Regions from separate parts of the Zea mays genome. Here region 2 is linked to region 1. The links are chromatin contacts, called in public Hi-C maps. All regions are on one chromosome and are shown on one strand. The core of a region is the stretch at or near the end of the contact, and the rest is flanking DNA. Distances in the headings are between cores, read along the strand shown.

What was found. Hi-C and Micro-C count contacts between places; a contact is called where the count stands out from the background.
Region 2: a contact with region 1 is called in a Hi-C map of ear, with 1.6 times the contacts expected there. The contact joins the enhancer-like site here to the promoter of LOC100279995 in region 1. A contact is called at or near these places in 3 of 25 Hi-C or Micro-C datasets (ear, endosperm and leaf).

Annotation. Positions count from the first base shown.
Region 1 is chr5:18,779,762-18,787,689 of Zm-B73-REFERENCE-NAM-5.0, forward strand. It overlaps LOC100279995 (putative RING zinc finger domain superfamily protein), which reads right to left and starts at 4,543. Exons shown (of 5, transcript NM_001152943.1): 1 at 4,388-4,543; 2 at 3,160-3,192; 3 at 2,536-2,821; 4 at 1,683-2,160; 5 at 550-1,565. The coding sequence starts at 4,516. The coding sequence ends at 887.
Region 2 is chr5:18,881,146-18,889,073 of Zm-B73-REFERENCE-NAM-5.0, forward strand. No RefSeq gene overlaps it. Among protein-coding and RNA genes, the nearest start is that of LOC109939433, 16 kb to the left of the region's middle. Within about 2 kb of position 4,731, at least 14 of the 20 cell types and tissues checked have an H3K27ac peak or open chromatin away from gene starts, as enhancers often do. A contact at or near this core is called in ear, endosperm and leaf, where this site is marked.

The sequences.
Region 1 (7,928 bases), core at 3,293-5,792:
ATATAATATTATTGTTTCGATAATATTTTGTCACATAGATTTTGTATATCATAATGATGTCTGTCAGTACATACTTATATTTTATACTAATTTTTATTTTTCGTGGCAACACACGGGCAAATAACTAGTTATGCATAAGTAGGGGGTTTGAACCTGATTGTTGGCTTCACATTCACATTCACCTAACCAACAGAACACATAATTTTGTTTTTTTATTAAAACAAACTCTATCCATATAATTTATAGAAACCAGAGCAATGCACGAGCATCAGTATAGATTTATCTAGTAGAGATTTATCTAGAGAATGATTGGTTTGGGCAAACTTCAAAAGTACCATGAGAACTCTATAGCAGAAGAGTTAGCGAAAATATTTGAATGTTAGCATGCTTGGCCATCAATAAGCTATTATATCACATGTCTTTGTGTCCCTATTTATTATGCATCATTAATATTAGTATTTTTGTATGAATTTGGCCAAACTTAAGATGCTTCTAATTTAGAAAAGGTGGATACCATACAAATCAAGTTCAAAGCAGAAGCTTAAACGGTTAAGCTAAGATCAAGACAATAGAGGCGAACTACCAGACACAAGGATTCATCTTGTGGTCTCCAAAAAAAAAGAATGGAGTTCAAATGGACGGATGAATCAGCTTTTTTTAAAAAAATAAACATGTCCAGCCTTTTTTTAACTTTCAGTCAGTACCTAACCCTTGTGTGCTAACAGCCTAAAATCATTTCACGGCACGTTCACGCTGTATATGGCGTGTTGGTTGCTGCCTGACAGGCAGCTTTTTATCAAACCAAGGCGATCAAAATCCTACGCCTAGCCCTAATGGCAAAATGTGGCAGCGAGTAAAAAAGACAGCCCCCCACGGCCCCACCCCATCAGATCGCGGGCTTCGCTCTGTCGGGGCCGTCCGGCCTGTACGCCGCGATGCTCATGGGCTCCACGAGCAGCGTCAGCAGCTCGTCCTGGATGCACTTGTACATCTCCCCGCACAGCCGCTCCACGGTCTTGGTGAGCGTGATCGCCGTCTGCTTCTGCTTCACGATCTCCGCGTCCGGAGCCCCCGCCAGGTCGGCCGACTCCGCGAGCGACCTGGACAGGTGCTCTACGTGCCGCTCCAGCTGCTCCTGCTGGTGCTCGAACAGGTTACGCGCCACGCCCAGGTTCGCCCGCTCGGCCGGGCGCGTCCGCAGCTCGTGGCCGCCGAACATGTAGTATGCGAACACGTACGACCGCGACAGCACCTGCCGAGAAACCAGCAGCCGCCGGTGCGCCCGGGTCAGCCAGTCGCCGTCGCGGATGGCGAGCGGGCGCTCGCGGTCCGACTCAAGAAGCCGCACCCGCTCCTCGATGGCCGCCCCAAGCTTCTGCTTCTCCACGCCGTACGACGAGTCGCCGTGGATCTTGAACCGGTCGTGGTAGTGCTTGTACCGCTGCATCTGCTGCCTGCCGGTGTGCACGGTCTCTACACAGATCTCCTCCTCGTAGCGGTTGCAGCTGTGGCCGGTAATGCTGTTCCACGTGTGATCTTGGCCGGTACCTCCGCCGCAGAGCCAACTGAGCCACGAAAAAAAGAGGTCAGCAATCCAATTTTTTTTTCACCGAAAACAAAGAAAGTTTATAGACATGCCCGCCGCCCGATCGCATAAAAGTGTAAGAGCTCCAAAAGCATACCACATACACTGTCCGCACTTGCAGCGGACAAGGTTGCAGCCGCCGTTCTTCTCGATGGCCTTGAAGCATTTGGGGCAGCTCTTGGTGTTAGCGAGGATCCACTTGATGTTCTCTCCCTCGGACCGGCTGGCATTCCATTTCTCCCATATGGTGCACGGGCAAGGCGAGTGCGCATGCCCCATGCAGTTAAAGCAGAAGCTTAAGCCGCAGGGGCATTCCACCTCACAGCAGCGCTCATCAGTGCCCACGCGAATGGCATGGCCACAGTTCGGGGTGCTAGGGCACCACTTCACAGAGGCATTGTCCTCAAGGTAGGACCCAAGCAGGAAGCGATTGAAGTTCTTGGCCATGTCTGGATACTTTTGGACAAGGAGAAACCGCACGAGGTCCTCATCGCAGAAAGCCGAGCACTTGACCTCCATGCACCGAATTTGCTTTTTCCCGCTCTCTACCGCAGCGTGGAAATACTCCGTCCAACCTGGAGGAAAAAGAGAGTAGCAGTAGCAGTCAAGCTATGGTAAGCAAATCATTCATCTATTTGAAATCTCTTTTGATCATTTATTTGAATACTCAAGGATTGTAATATATATTTGGTAGATGAAACTTCATAGAGAAACTCACACACCAAAAATAAATAAATAAGCTCATATTAATTAAGGCATCTATACTATACATATGAAAACGTAAACCACAGAGGCCTTGTTCGCGGTTCGGTTGCACATGGATCGCACATGGATCGAAGGAGATTAAATCCCTTTTCATTCAACTTTGAATAGGAAGAGATTTAATCTCCTCTAGTCCCCTCAATCCACCCTTAACCAAACAAGCTCTGAGGTGGAATGTGGAAACTTACAGTCATTGCAGAAGCAGTGCCCACAGTCCATGGTCGAAACAGCATCCATGGAGAAGTCCTCAAAACACACTTTGCAGGTCACTGTTCTCCATGGTGTCATTGAGCCAGCTGCTGCAATGCTGTTGACCTCCTGCAGCACGATCCCTGAATTTCTGAGCATGCGTTCTCGCCCCATGTCTAGAGAATCATAGATGCCATCCATACTCCATCGGTGGTGAATGAGGAGGGCTCGTGCTTGATGTTGATTTATATTGAGCAAGTTCATCACCGTAGACAGATCTTGTTTCTGTGGGTAGAGTTGGTTAGTACAAAACTGTACTCCCTCCGTTCATAAATATATAACACCATTGACTTTAAAAAAAACTTAAGTCACTCGTCTTATTAAAAAAATAATGAGTTATCATTTATTTTGTTGTGATTTGTTTTATCACTTAAGCTAGTTTGTGCTTAACTTAAAGTTTTACATTTTTGAATAAGACCGGTGGTCAAAGTTTTTGAAAAAAAGTCAACGATGTCATATATTTGTGTACGGAGGGGTAGTAGTAGATAAACATTTGGACAGAACAGATACCATCTGAACGATGGCTATGAACACTTAGGAAATGGTTGAATCTGTTCCATTACCTGTGCAGCGAAAACGGTATCTTGTGTGATAGCCTGCAACAACAATTATGCATGTAACATGTTTCTTTACAAGTAATATTCAGTATGCAAACAACATGGATGAATCTAAAAACAGCATGGGTGAATTTAGTTGGTTAAAACAAATAAAGAATCTTCTTGGGGAAACACATCCTCTGTTTTGGGTGCACTCCACTGATCTGCACCTCAAACAATGCAAAATATTCCGTATATATGATTGCACAAAACAAGACCACTACTACACAAATAAAGAAGAAAAACAGATGTTTACACCATAGATCAAACCTCTGCCCATCAGATGGTGAGAACTGAACTAATATCAGTATAATAGATGAATGATTGCTTGCTACAACATACCTTATTTCGGACTTCAGGCTGTTTTCAAGTCGTCCGATTAATTGTGATTAGTTGCGATTAATCGTCCAAGTCGGTTTGGACCAATCACAATTAATCGCCCAAGTCGTCCGGCTAATCATGATTAATCGCAATTAACGGCCAACAAGTCGGCCGACTAATCATGATTAATCGCAATTAACGGCCAACAAGTCGTCTGACTTGAAAACAGTCAGAAGTTACCGACTTAGTGACTGCTTGGTGAATATCAGTATGATGTTTAGTTATCTTAGTGGTAATCAAATACATGAGGATAAATAACAGATTGTGTTTCATCCAGTTTTTAAGTAAATTGAAATTCCAGGTTTTTAAGGAAAAAAAGAGAAGTGACCAACATGCACATGCATCTCGTAATTATTTGGCAAAGGTAAGATTTTGTTGACCAATGGCCACTACTTTGGGCAAAATTAAATACTACACTTTACACTTTACAGTGAAAAGACAAGTACTCTGATGGACTCTAGCAATTCTTATCTTATACAGCTAAGACAAGTAGACAGGAATTTGTTTGTTCACTGCTCTCAAATTCCAAGTACACACGGATACATCCCACCGAATTAAAATATAACAACCCAATCTGGTGAGGATCTGAAGACATCCAGCACCGGTTCCTCGTGACACCCCGTTATTTTATTTCTTACAACGATGAACTTATATAAAGGTTTGGTGAATCGGGGCAGGCAGGGCGATTCTCGAATCGATCGGCGAGGTCCTCCCAGATCTCGCCGGCGCGGAAATCCCAACCCGGCAAACACACACAATTATCATCCCCGCGACTAGCCGGGGCGCCCCGGGGTTCGGATCAGAGATCACTCACCCAGTAGTCCGCGCGGCCCTCCGGCGTTGGAAGCGAAGAGTCCTCCTCCAGTCCGGCGGCGGCGTCTTCCTCGGCGTCGTCGTCGTCGTCGTAGAAGTAGTCGCACGCCTCCTCGTCGTCGCTCGTCATGGCGGTGGGTCTCGGTTGATCGCGGCGGGGTGGGGGGAGACGAGAGGATAGGGGAGAGGAGAGGGTTTTCCGAGGGAGCGAGGGGCACTAACGACGGACCGATGGGGCGATGACGATGCTTAGCGTGAACTCGAACGCAAGATCGGAACGGCCACGCTTCAAGGGGTTTTATGTGGTGGATGTGGGCCAGCGCCATGCCACGTGCCGTGCCGTCAGGGGTTGCTCTTCGGTTCGGGTTGGACCACGGCTCCGAGTCGTCTCCGCCAGCATAGCTGGCAGACGGACACGGACATAGGATGGCAATTTTACCGGCGGCCATACGTTTCGTCCGTGCTAGATTTAGTGGGTGTTTGGTTTGCCCCTGCTAAAATTTAGCCCCTATCATATCGAATGTTTGAACCTCCGTTTGGAGTATTAAATGTAGTCGGATTATAAAACTAATTTCTCAGCCGAAGATTAAAAAGTGAGACGAATCTAGTATAGTTGGTTGAGTCTATATTTCATACTCCTATTTGAAAGTCAAACACTTGATGTGACCCGAGCTAAACTTTAGTCCACAGAACCAAACACCCCTGACGGGTCATGTTGAAATATGCCTCTAATTTCTTTTATATATTTAAAATATACTTTAAAATATGATTTTCTATACACCTATAAATATAGGCTCTCTATTTAACTTTACTCTATAGTTGATAGTGGATTTGTTTACTCGTACTTGTTTGCTCCTCTATATTGGAGGATATTTTTCCACGTAACTCTTTGTGTCTATTTTATTTTTTAACAAGTGGTATCAAAGCTAGGGTTAGACATGTTATTTTTATCCATATTGTGGTCGTCGCCGCCGGGTTTTGCCTTCGTCGATCTACAGTAGCCGTCGCTTCGTACTTCCACAAATCAGTTTGTGTCGCGCCGCTGTGATCTGTGTCCGAATCTGCGTTGTCGCTGGATTCTTCCCCAGACTCATCAGTGGTTGCGCTCGTTCATCGTCGACACACGTGCTGTCTCTGTCGGCGAGGAATCCTATTGAATCACCAGCATGTTCGCATCTATGTGCAGGCGACGTGTACTGGTTTTGTGTGGTGGGTGCTTGATCGATCTACAACAGCTCTCAACGAGAGAGTCACACCCACGTGCACCTGCTACGGTGGATTCTCTCACCGAAGAACAAGGACATTATCAATTCTCTTGTTTCCAAGCACCTTGGCATTAGTGCATCACAAGTTCTCAAGTAAATGTGCACACGTAAATTAAGCCATTATTATCAATCAGTTTTGTTTTTTCTAGGTGCACCAAGGAGACAAGATATCTAGCTAACTCATCAGATTGATCATGGTTTTTGTTCTTCGATTTCGTTGACTTCGGAAATTTTTTATCTCGCATTATGTCGACTAAATTTGATATTCTGAAGTTTGATTTGGCAGATTCAGATGAAGGTTGTTCTTATCTAGTTGGTTGTTCAAAAGGCGTTGTAGACATGACCTGCTAACATGACTGATGATAAGTGGCAAGATATTGATGAGAGAGCTTTATCCACAATACAGCTCAGTTTATCTTTTGATGCTCTGCGTGAAGTAATGCATGAAAAATTCACAGTAACATTGTGGAATAAATTGGAGGAGCTGTATATGATCAAGAGTCTTGCAAACAAGCTAGTCTCAAGGAGCATCTTTACACTATTCACATGTTAGGTGGTACATCTATGCAGTCACATCTTAATGAATTTAATTCAATTATTGTGGACCTTGAGAATCTTGATGTGAAGATAAATGATGAAGATAAGTCAATTTTGTCGGTAGTCTCATTGCTCCCTTATTTTAAGCATTTTAAGGAAATTATGCTTTATGGTAATCATACTTCACTGTCCTTTGAGAATGTTAAGTCGAATTTGTTGTCCAAGGAAAAAATTGACGTTGATTCTCGTTCTGAACCCAAAGATGAAGGTTTAATTGTTTAGGGACCTAGAGATCATAAATCCAACCTTTATTGCCGTTATTGCAGAAAAAATACTCATCATATTTCTCAGTGCCCCAAAGTGAGAAATAAAGAGGAGAGAAAGAAAAAAGAATTGGATAAGTCTTCTGCTGCAGCCTGAAGAGGGGTGGATGGTCTACGGTTTATGAGGTATGTGGCGGTGTTGAGAGCTTCTACCCAAAATGTAGGAGGAAGCTTGGCTTGAAAAGGAAGGGTACAAAGGACATCATTGATGGAACGAACGGATCGTTCAACTTTGCCGTTTTGAGGAGATGTGTATGGACATGAGAGACGATAGGTGGTGCCATGACGTGTGAGGAAGGAGCGTAGCGCATTGTTGTCAAATTTAGTACCGTTATCGCAGGGATTGTATCTGAATGTGAAATTGAGTCTGGACGTAGGAGTAGAAATTTTGTATAGTGGAGAAGGTGTCGGATTTGTGGCGCAAAGGAAATGTCCATAAATAACGAGAAAAATCATCCAATATAACAAGATAGTATTTATATCCGGTGAAGTTAGGAAGCAGTGACGTCCAAAGATCACAATGCACTAATTGAAAAGGAAAATAAGTTTTTGAACTGGAATTAGGAAATGGTAGGTGAACATGGCGGCCTTTCTGACATGCATCACATACATGACAACTTTTATTGGATCTAGGAACAGAAAAAACAGACAGAACACGATCAAGCTTTTGATGTCCGGGATGTCCGAGCCGTTGATGCCATAGGTTGGTGTCGGTGGAGATATGAAGCGCCACAGAGGTATGTGAAGGATGATCGGAGTGGAAGGGGTAGAGATCACCGGCTACTGGACCTCAGAATTTCTTTCCTGCTATGAAGATCCTTGATTGAAAAACCAAGCGGGTCAAATTAAATAGAACAAGCATTATCTTTGGTGAATTTTCTAACGGAAATGAGATTCTTTATTAGGTTAGGTGTGTGAAGAACGTTGGTTAAGTGAAAAGAATGATTGGAATTATGAATAGTAGTAGAACCACGAGTCCACGACCAAGAACAGGAAGGGTGGACCCATTGCCAACAATGATGCGAGAATTATCATGTACTGAAGAAGGACAGTAATGGGTAAAGTTACCTGGATCGCTTGTTATATGGCCATTAGCCCCGGTGTCCAGAAACGAGTCGGTTTGATGCTGCTGCTGAGACTAGGACGCATTGTGTAGCGCTTGAAGAAGAGATGTAGTGTCAAAAGACGGTGGCGCAGCTGGTGACATCTGAGTTGTAGCAGGAACGAAGGCGTTGTACGCCTGAGGCATTGGTGGCCGAGCACCAAGGACACCAGGCCCGGTGTTACCCGTCCAGGGAGCGCGCCGGGTGTTCTCGGATGCGTACCATGAAGCAAGCTGCTGCAGAAGTGCCGCCGGGTTTTGAGGTGGTTATCCGCGACCACGACCACACCCCCTTCCTCTCTGGTAATTTCCGCG
Region 2 (7,928 bases), core at 3,481-5,980, 100 kb after region 1:
TCTTTGTGATGGTACTATTGTATCTTGGAGATCAAGCAAACAGACACTAGTAGCTATATTTGCTAACCACTTAGAGATAATCGCATTATTTAAAGCCGCACAAGAATGTGCTTGGCAACGATAGATGACTAATCACATTTAGAGGTCATGTAGTTTTGACATTGTAAATACTCTCAAGATTATCTATGAACATAATATTGCATGTATTGCTCAAATGAAAATATGATATATTAAGTGTAATATGGGTAAGCATATTTCTCCCATTTTTTCTATCTTCGCGAACTCTAGAATGATGGTTAGGTGAAAATCCTGCAAGTCAAGTCTTATGGTAATTTAGCTGATTTATCCAGCAAGTCTTTGTCTGCAGTCACATTCAGAAGATATATTTAAGGTACATGGATGAGCCATTTAAAAGATTTGCATGGCTTAAGAGGACACCACTAAATGTTAGCTCTTACTATTCGATCTTTAAGGTCATAAACTATATAACCCTCGAGGTTATAATTATCTTCAAGACAACTATTGTACTCCTTTTGCCATTATAACTTTTTGTGAAGTTTCTCATATATAGTTTTTAATGAGTTAATAAGTGCAATACATGGAGCGATACTATACACTTTTTTCTATTTTTCTCACTAGGTTTTTCGAAGTCTTAGCAAAGCATGCATAGGCATGTTTGGCATGGCTCTGCTCTACTCTAGAGCAGCTTCACTCTAAAACTCTTGGTGGAGCAGCTCTGCTCCAGAGTCTAAATTGTTTTCTCATAACCAGTGGAAGTGACTGGTAAATAACTCCAAACTCCATGTTTAGGTTGCTTTTTTAAAGTTTTCGGAGAAGCAAAAAAGGTACTTCAAAATTTTGTACTATAGCTCTAAAAACTCCTTAGAGTTTGAAACTCCAAAGTTATGGTGTTTGACATACTCTTGCGAGATCATCCTTACAGTTATGTTATAGAGCCATGCCAAACACATTCTTAGTCACGATATTCGGCCAAGAGAAATCTTAAAAACATAAGGATACAGATTATGTGAACTAATATTAAACGTAGTACCTAGGACTCTACCTTTTTGTATAACTAGTCGGTTGTCCGTGCGTTGCGACGGCTCACAATAATACCCACATAAACTATCCACTAAAAAGATCTCAATGTTTTTATTGATTGTCTCTGCTCTTCGCATAATATATTTTATGAGCGCACAGGTACCATAGGCAGCAAATCAGAGACCCCATCCCTCGCCTCCCCTACTTCCAAGGTTTCGTAGAGCGGGAGAGGAAGGAAAGAGACGGTCATATCTGTTCGTTGCCGGAGAAGGACACGACGAAGACCTGGGCATCTGGAGGCAACATAGATAGTATACCGCTATATACATATAAGGAGAGCACACAAGCGGGGAAAGAAGCCTAGCCGGAGCAGCTCCAAACCGAGAGGCACCCACACCAGGCGTCAGTCCGAGAAGGGCGAGAGAATGCAAGTGTCTTCCCAACCTGAACCCGCCCGAAGTGACACACCACCACCACCAACTCCATAGCATATGCCGACTGCTGCCACGCTACGGGTCTTGGTTGTCCAATATCTTAGACCTGAACTCCTCATCGCCAAGATAACCTAAGCGTGGCAGGCGCCACCATATCCTCCTCGACGGCACGCATAGAGAAAGTCCAGGAGCATAACCGACTCATCCCATACCCACGTCGACGAGCGTCGGTTGGCTCGTGGCTACGACCGTGGGCGGGGGCAGCAGGTTGGGGAGGAAGAACAAGACAAAGGCCGGGAAGACGAACGGGATGTCCGACGACGACAAAAACGATGGTGCGCACATGATGTGAAACGTCCTTGTGGACATGCAATAGCCACTGCGCGAGTAGATGTCGGGGATGGTGTCGGACGAATACATACGGGGAGGAGGCGCCTGCTCCTACGCCCTCTGCCGAGAATGTGGTGGTGCGAAAATGGAGGCATGAGAGGAGAGAGAAAAGAAGCAGGATGGTGAACAAGATGGTGGCAACTGATACGAGGACTATCATTACCGTGCGGAGGTATAGATGGCCAAATGAGTTGTGTCTAGCGAGCCGGCCCGAGGCACAACCCATTTAATAGTGTCTAGGCCAACCCGGCACGAGCGTCGTGCGGTGCTTGGGTCGTAGCCTCGGCCCATAGTGCTGGCCCAACACAATTATTTTTTATTTTACAAAAAACATATATACATATATATAATTTATATTTAATATTATAAACACTTGAGCATGATGTTCTACTGGTTAGACAACTTCACCCAGTGTCTCCCACCCTTCTTCTATCAGGGTGTGAGTTCAACCCCCACCTCCCGCATCGTTTTTTAACATTTTACGTTGATTTAACCAAATGGCCCGATGGGCTGGTTCGACACGGTCAGCATGCCGGTGTGTCGTGCCTGCGTGCCATGCCTGGCCTAGTGGGCCCGTGCCGGGTCGTCGTTTGGTGTGAGTTCAAACCCCACCTCCTGCATCGTTTTTTAACATTTTACGCTGATTTAACCAAATGGCCCGACGGGCTGGTCCGACACGGTCAGCATGCCGGTGTGCCGTGCCTGCGTGCCATGTCTGGCCTAGTGGGCCTGTGCCGGGTCGTCGTTTGGTGTGAGTTCAAACCCCACCTCCTGCATCGTTTTTTTAACATTTTACGCTGATTTAACCAAATGGCCCGACGGGCTGGTCCGACACGGTCAGCATGCCGGTGTGCCGTGCCTGCGTGCCATGTCTGGCCTAGTGGGCCTGTGCGGGTCGTCGTTTGGGCCTCTATATGTAGAGGTATGGTTTGAGACGTGGAGGTTGGCTGCGTAGAGGGGACCGACAGGTTAATTTTAAATAGATGTGAGGGGTTATTTGTAAAAAATGACGCGGGACGACCGTTGAAACTGCTGCTTTAACTATAGTATAGATAAAACTTGTACCGTTTGTAGGGAACGAGTGACGCCTAAGAGGGGGGGGGCTAAATTAGGACTTCTAAAACTTTTACTAAACTAGGCCACAAATAAATCCCTAGAGCAAAACATATGCAAATAATCAAACTATAATGTGCAAACTAGGTTTTATCTATGTGTTGCCATCTCTACCGCAAAGGCTAAGTTTCAATCTACACTATATAAGCATAAATACAAGATTGAAATTAAATGCTTAATATAAATGCGGAGGTTAAAGAGCGAGGTAGAGATGGAAACTCTCGTGGATGACACCGGTATTTTTATCGAGGTATCCGGAACCGCGCAAGGTTCCGACTAATCCTTGTTGGTGCCCCTACGCAAAGGGAAGCCCACACGAGGGCCAAGCACCTCGGTCGAGTAACTCCGTAGAGAGCCGCGAGCCTTCTCCACGCACAAGTGGTGCTTCGCTTCCGGCTCCTCTCGGACGCTCCCGCCGGCTCCACTATCGAGCTTCTGGCCGAAAACGCCGCGGGCCTCGTTCCCTCCGGTACACGGCGGCGGTCGTGACACAAACGCGGTTGTCACGGTCTCGCAAGACTCTCGCCCCACTCGGTACAATTACAATGGCTCGCGCAAGAGCCAAGGGGTTGTGTGGTTTTACAAAACTCACTCAACTAACTAGGGTTCACCTAGAGCAAGCGCTAAAGCGGTCTAACTAACCTAAGCACTTCGCAAAGCACCTACACTAATCACCGAGTGATTCTATTAAGCACTTAGGTATTTGAGCTCTTGGAAATGTGCACTATATGCCTTGGTATGTTGCTTGGGCTCCCACACTTGGAAATGGCCGGTTGGGGGTGTATTTATAGCCCCCAACACAATTTTAGCCATTGTAGAAAAGCTGCTGCTCTATGCGACACACCGGACAGTCCGGTGGCGCACCGGACAACGCATTCTTTATTATCCGGTGCGTCTAGCCGTTGCTCTGACACCGCAGGTGACCGTTGGCGCCACAGACTTTTCACACCGGACAGTCTGGACTTCACACCGGACAGTCCGATTCTCTTCTCTCCACAGTGCCACCTGGAACTAGCTGTTGGGGCTACTGTTCCTGGTGCACCGGACAGTCCGGTGCTCCTCGCACAAACAGTCTGCATGCAACACTTCTTTCTTCTCTTGGACTCCACTTGATCTTTATAATGTCTTCTTTTGAGGTGTTGCTTTCCACAATATCTTGGTTCAAGTTACTTTAGCATCCTGTGAACTACGAACACTTGCAAACATATTAGTCCACAGGTTGCGTTGATCATCAAACATCAAAACTCATTTAGCCAAATGGCCCGGGGTCCATTTTCCTTACACACCTTTTTATGTAAATAATAAGATAATCGTAGAGATCCTCTACCATTATCTCTTTGTGTTTTCGTCGTTGGAAGAAAAAACATGTCTTCTGCATCTTATTAACACTTTTTTAGAGTTCAAAGTTTAGGGGTATTTAGTTTCTAGGGACTAAATTTTAAACATTTCATTATATTCTATTTTTTGACTAATTTAATTTCTAAATTTATCAATTTAGAAACTAAAATAGAATAAAATAAAGAAACTAAAAATTATTTAATCCCTAGAAACCAAACACCCCTTATTCAATATATTCAATAATTATAGGACTGCTTCTATTCCGTTAGGTGAGGCGTACACACAGACTACTTAAGTTTTTGTTTAGAAAAATACACGCACAGATTTGGTTAGACGACATGTACCAACCACTGCCATCTAAATTACCCGTGTGCCGTGTGTTTATCTGGTAGCGACACACGGTACTCGACCTAGCCGATGGGGCATGGGCTCGGCCCAATAAGTCAGGTTTAGGTTGAGCAGGTTACAACCAGAGCCCGTATTAAGATCCTCTTTAGTTGGGCTCCGTCTCCTCTCAACTCGAGTTGTAGCTTCTTAATTTCTTTATAGCAAATAAAGCTGTTTTATAATTCGTCTCCTCTCAACTCGAGTTGTAGCTTCTTAATTTCTTTATAGCAGATAAGGCTTGAGGAGTTAAACGCACTACCTGCACATTCGAACACCAAAGCGCCACAACCACGCTACAATGCCTTACTAGCCATACATAAAGATATAAAGGATTTAAACGTTTAGGTATGACGCCCGCCATATTGCGTCAGAACAAGTCCTCTTCCACTGGAGGCATATCTATATTATGTAGGAATATTAGGATATTAAATATGGTCATATGAGGTACATCATATTGTGTCCTACTTTTCAATTTATACATCCATACAAGTAATTCATACATCGTGTTGAAAAAGATCTAGAAAGCAAGATTGCTCTTGCAATGTCATCATAAAATCTATCCATAGAGCGGTCATTGGAGTATGGACACGATATATCAGATGCGTTTCTATATCTATAAGGGATAGTTGACACATATTCGGGATTATGATTGCACTTACGAAAATCTTCGTCTTCTTGATCATTCTCACATATGCAGTTATGGAGGCACTTGGTAGTTGCGACAATCACATTTTGCTTGTCCATAGAGTAACCATAGACTATAGATATACATTCGGCCCACTCGACCCAAGCCCGAAAAGCCTGTCACGATTGAATTTTGGGCTGGGCCGGCCCGTAATTATTACAGGCCGTGTCGGGCAGGCACATGGGCTCAACCCTTAGCCCACGGCCCAACACGTTATTGGTTAAATATGTCGGGCTTATTTTGGACGGCCCGAAATTGTAAAAGGACCAAAATTCAAATTCTAGCCCGAAATTCACACAGAGCCTGAAGTTCATATCAAAACCCGAAATTCACATGAAAGCCCGAAATTCAGAACAAAGCCCGAAATTCAAAACACATATATCATTTAGTAGATATTAACATTTCAAGCTTTCTAATTAAAAAAATCAGATAACACGAAACCAATGGGTGGTTGACACCTCATCTCCATGATTAAGCATGTGACTAACCAAATTGTAGCTGTTGATTTCCATAATCAGAAGCGGATGACCAAATGAATATGAGCCTTTTCATGCCTGTAAATAAGCTATTTCGTGTCTCCGTAAACAGGTTATGCTCGTGCCCGCCCGTGGTCGTGACCTCGGTCCAAACAGGACCCAATGCATAATTTCGGCCAGCCTAACCCAAAATTTATTTATTCCAACAAATCGGACCACCTCCAACCTCTGTCCAGCCAGAGTTCGCCCTCGACACTCGACAGAGATGTTTCATGGGCGGCCAGGCGGGGGCTCTTTTTTTAAGCGAACATGAGGGAGTGTGTTTCCCCGCGAATGCGAACACAAGGGATGAGTTGGAGACAGTGATAGAGAAAGTAATTTAGTGAATTTGGGTATAAGGAGCCAATAGAAGCCCTGGTTTTTTTTGTGTTCTAGCTTCTAACAAGAAAATGGCTTCGACGCTTTGAGGCATTTCGACGAGAAACCGTTTTTTTATAACTATTTGGCAGGTCTTGACGGTGAGCCTGGAGCCATCCAAATAGGCTACGCCAAAAGGGCTGTGAGCGGTGAGCCCAAGGACCGTCTACAAATATAGCAGGCCCCTTTCGCTTATAGTGTAGATTGGTAGAATCTTCTTTCATGCTATAATCTTGTGACAAGACATGCAGACAGCTGTAAGCGAAACCAGTAATATATAATTTCCTGATTACATAGAACAAAATGTATCACACACAAAAAAAAGTGATAAGTCATAATATGGGAGAATAATCAGATCACGGTTGGGTATCGCTGTGATTCTAGTCCTAACCCCGATAATGATATTATCACTACCAAACAAGGACAAGAGCCGACATGAATGACTGCTAGTTTTTAGCGATACGACACTGATGGGACTCTGGGAGTGTACTATCACTACCACTTTTCTTCTGCCGGTTTAATTACCGAGAGCGATAGGAGGTTGGACCTGGCAATGAAGGGGTACTCTGCAGTAGTGTTAGGCACATGAAAAATATAGGAAAAATAAACTAAAAAAATATGAAGTTTGATTCTTCACTTACAGCAAATATCTTATAAACTTTACTGGAGGGAGTAATTTTCATGGTTAATAGTTCCTATGGCCCAGTGACCAAACGTACTGACAAAATGGCAACGCATACGTTCGATATATGTCAAGCTACAGCTAGCGAAGCATCTACCCAGAAGGAGGGCAAGCAGCGCTCTCCACGTGCCCTATCATATGATATCAGTGTTCAGAGGAAAGGGATGCCCGATCTTTCGTCACATGCATTTTGTCACACGTAAGTTCTACCTCGGATCTTTCTTTTTTATTTGTCGTTTGTTAGCGTAAAACTGAACTATCCTGCGACAAAAATGGAGGGAGTAACTCTCATTGTGGTGGAAAGCTGACACTTGCGATCCGACTTCCGAACATACTTGTAAAGATTTGAAACCACTACTACAACGATGGTTTTAACAGACAACTCAGTTTTATTAACAGACACACGCTAAAAAAAAATCTTCGTGTCTCATAAACTACCTTGCCATACTCAAAGATAGCTGATTTACGAAAACACCTACAGATTTGCCTCACCAAATCTCTACTACTCTATATGTTAGCAGAGTAGGCGTCCACACTCCCTCGTTCTGCCATCGCGTGCTCCGCCTCCCTCCCCGCACCCGCAGTCCCTGCCACAGTCCCCGCATCCGCGCCCGCAGTCCCCGTCGCCGAGCAGTACCGCCATGCCCGCAACCCCGCAGTCCCGCCACGCCCCCTCCCCTGCAAACCCCGCCACGACGCAGCAGCAGATCCACCATCGACGTGCGCGCCGCGCGCCCCGACGCGGAACGCTAGATCCCGCGCAGCAGGAGGCGGCCAACCAGTCGTCGTCGCCCCCGGCCCCCACCCCGCCTGCCGCAGCAAGCGGCGTCCACTACCGCACGCCCTCGTCCTCGGACCTCCTCCTCCCCGTCGATGCCGCCAAGATGCGCCGCTACTCCGCGCTGCCCAACGGCGGCCGCCAGGAGACGCTGGCCGACCGCGCGCACCGCTACCGGGGCGTCGTG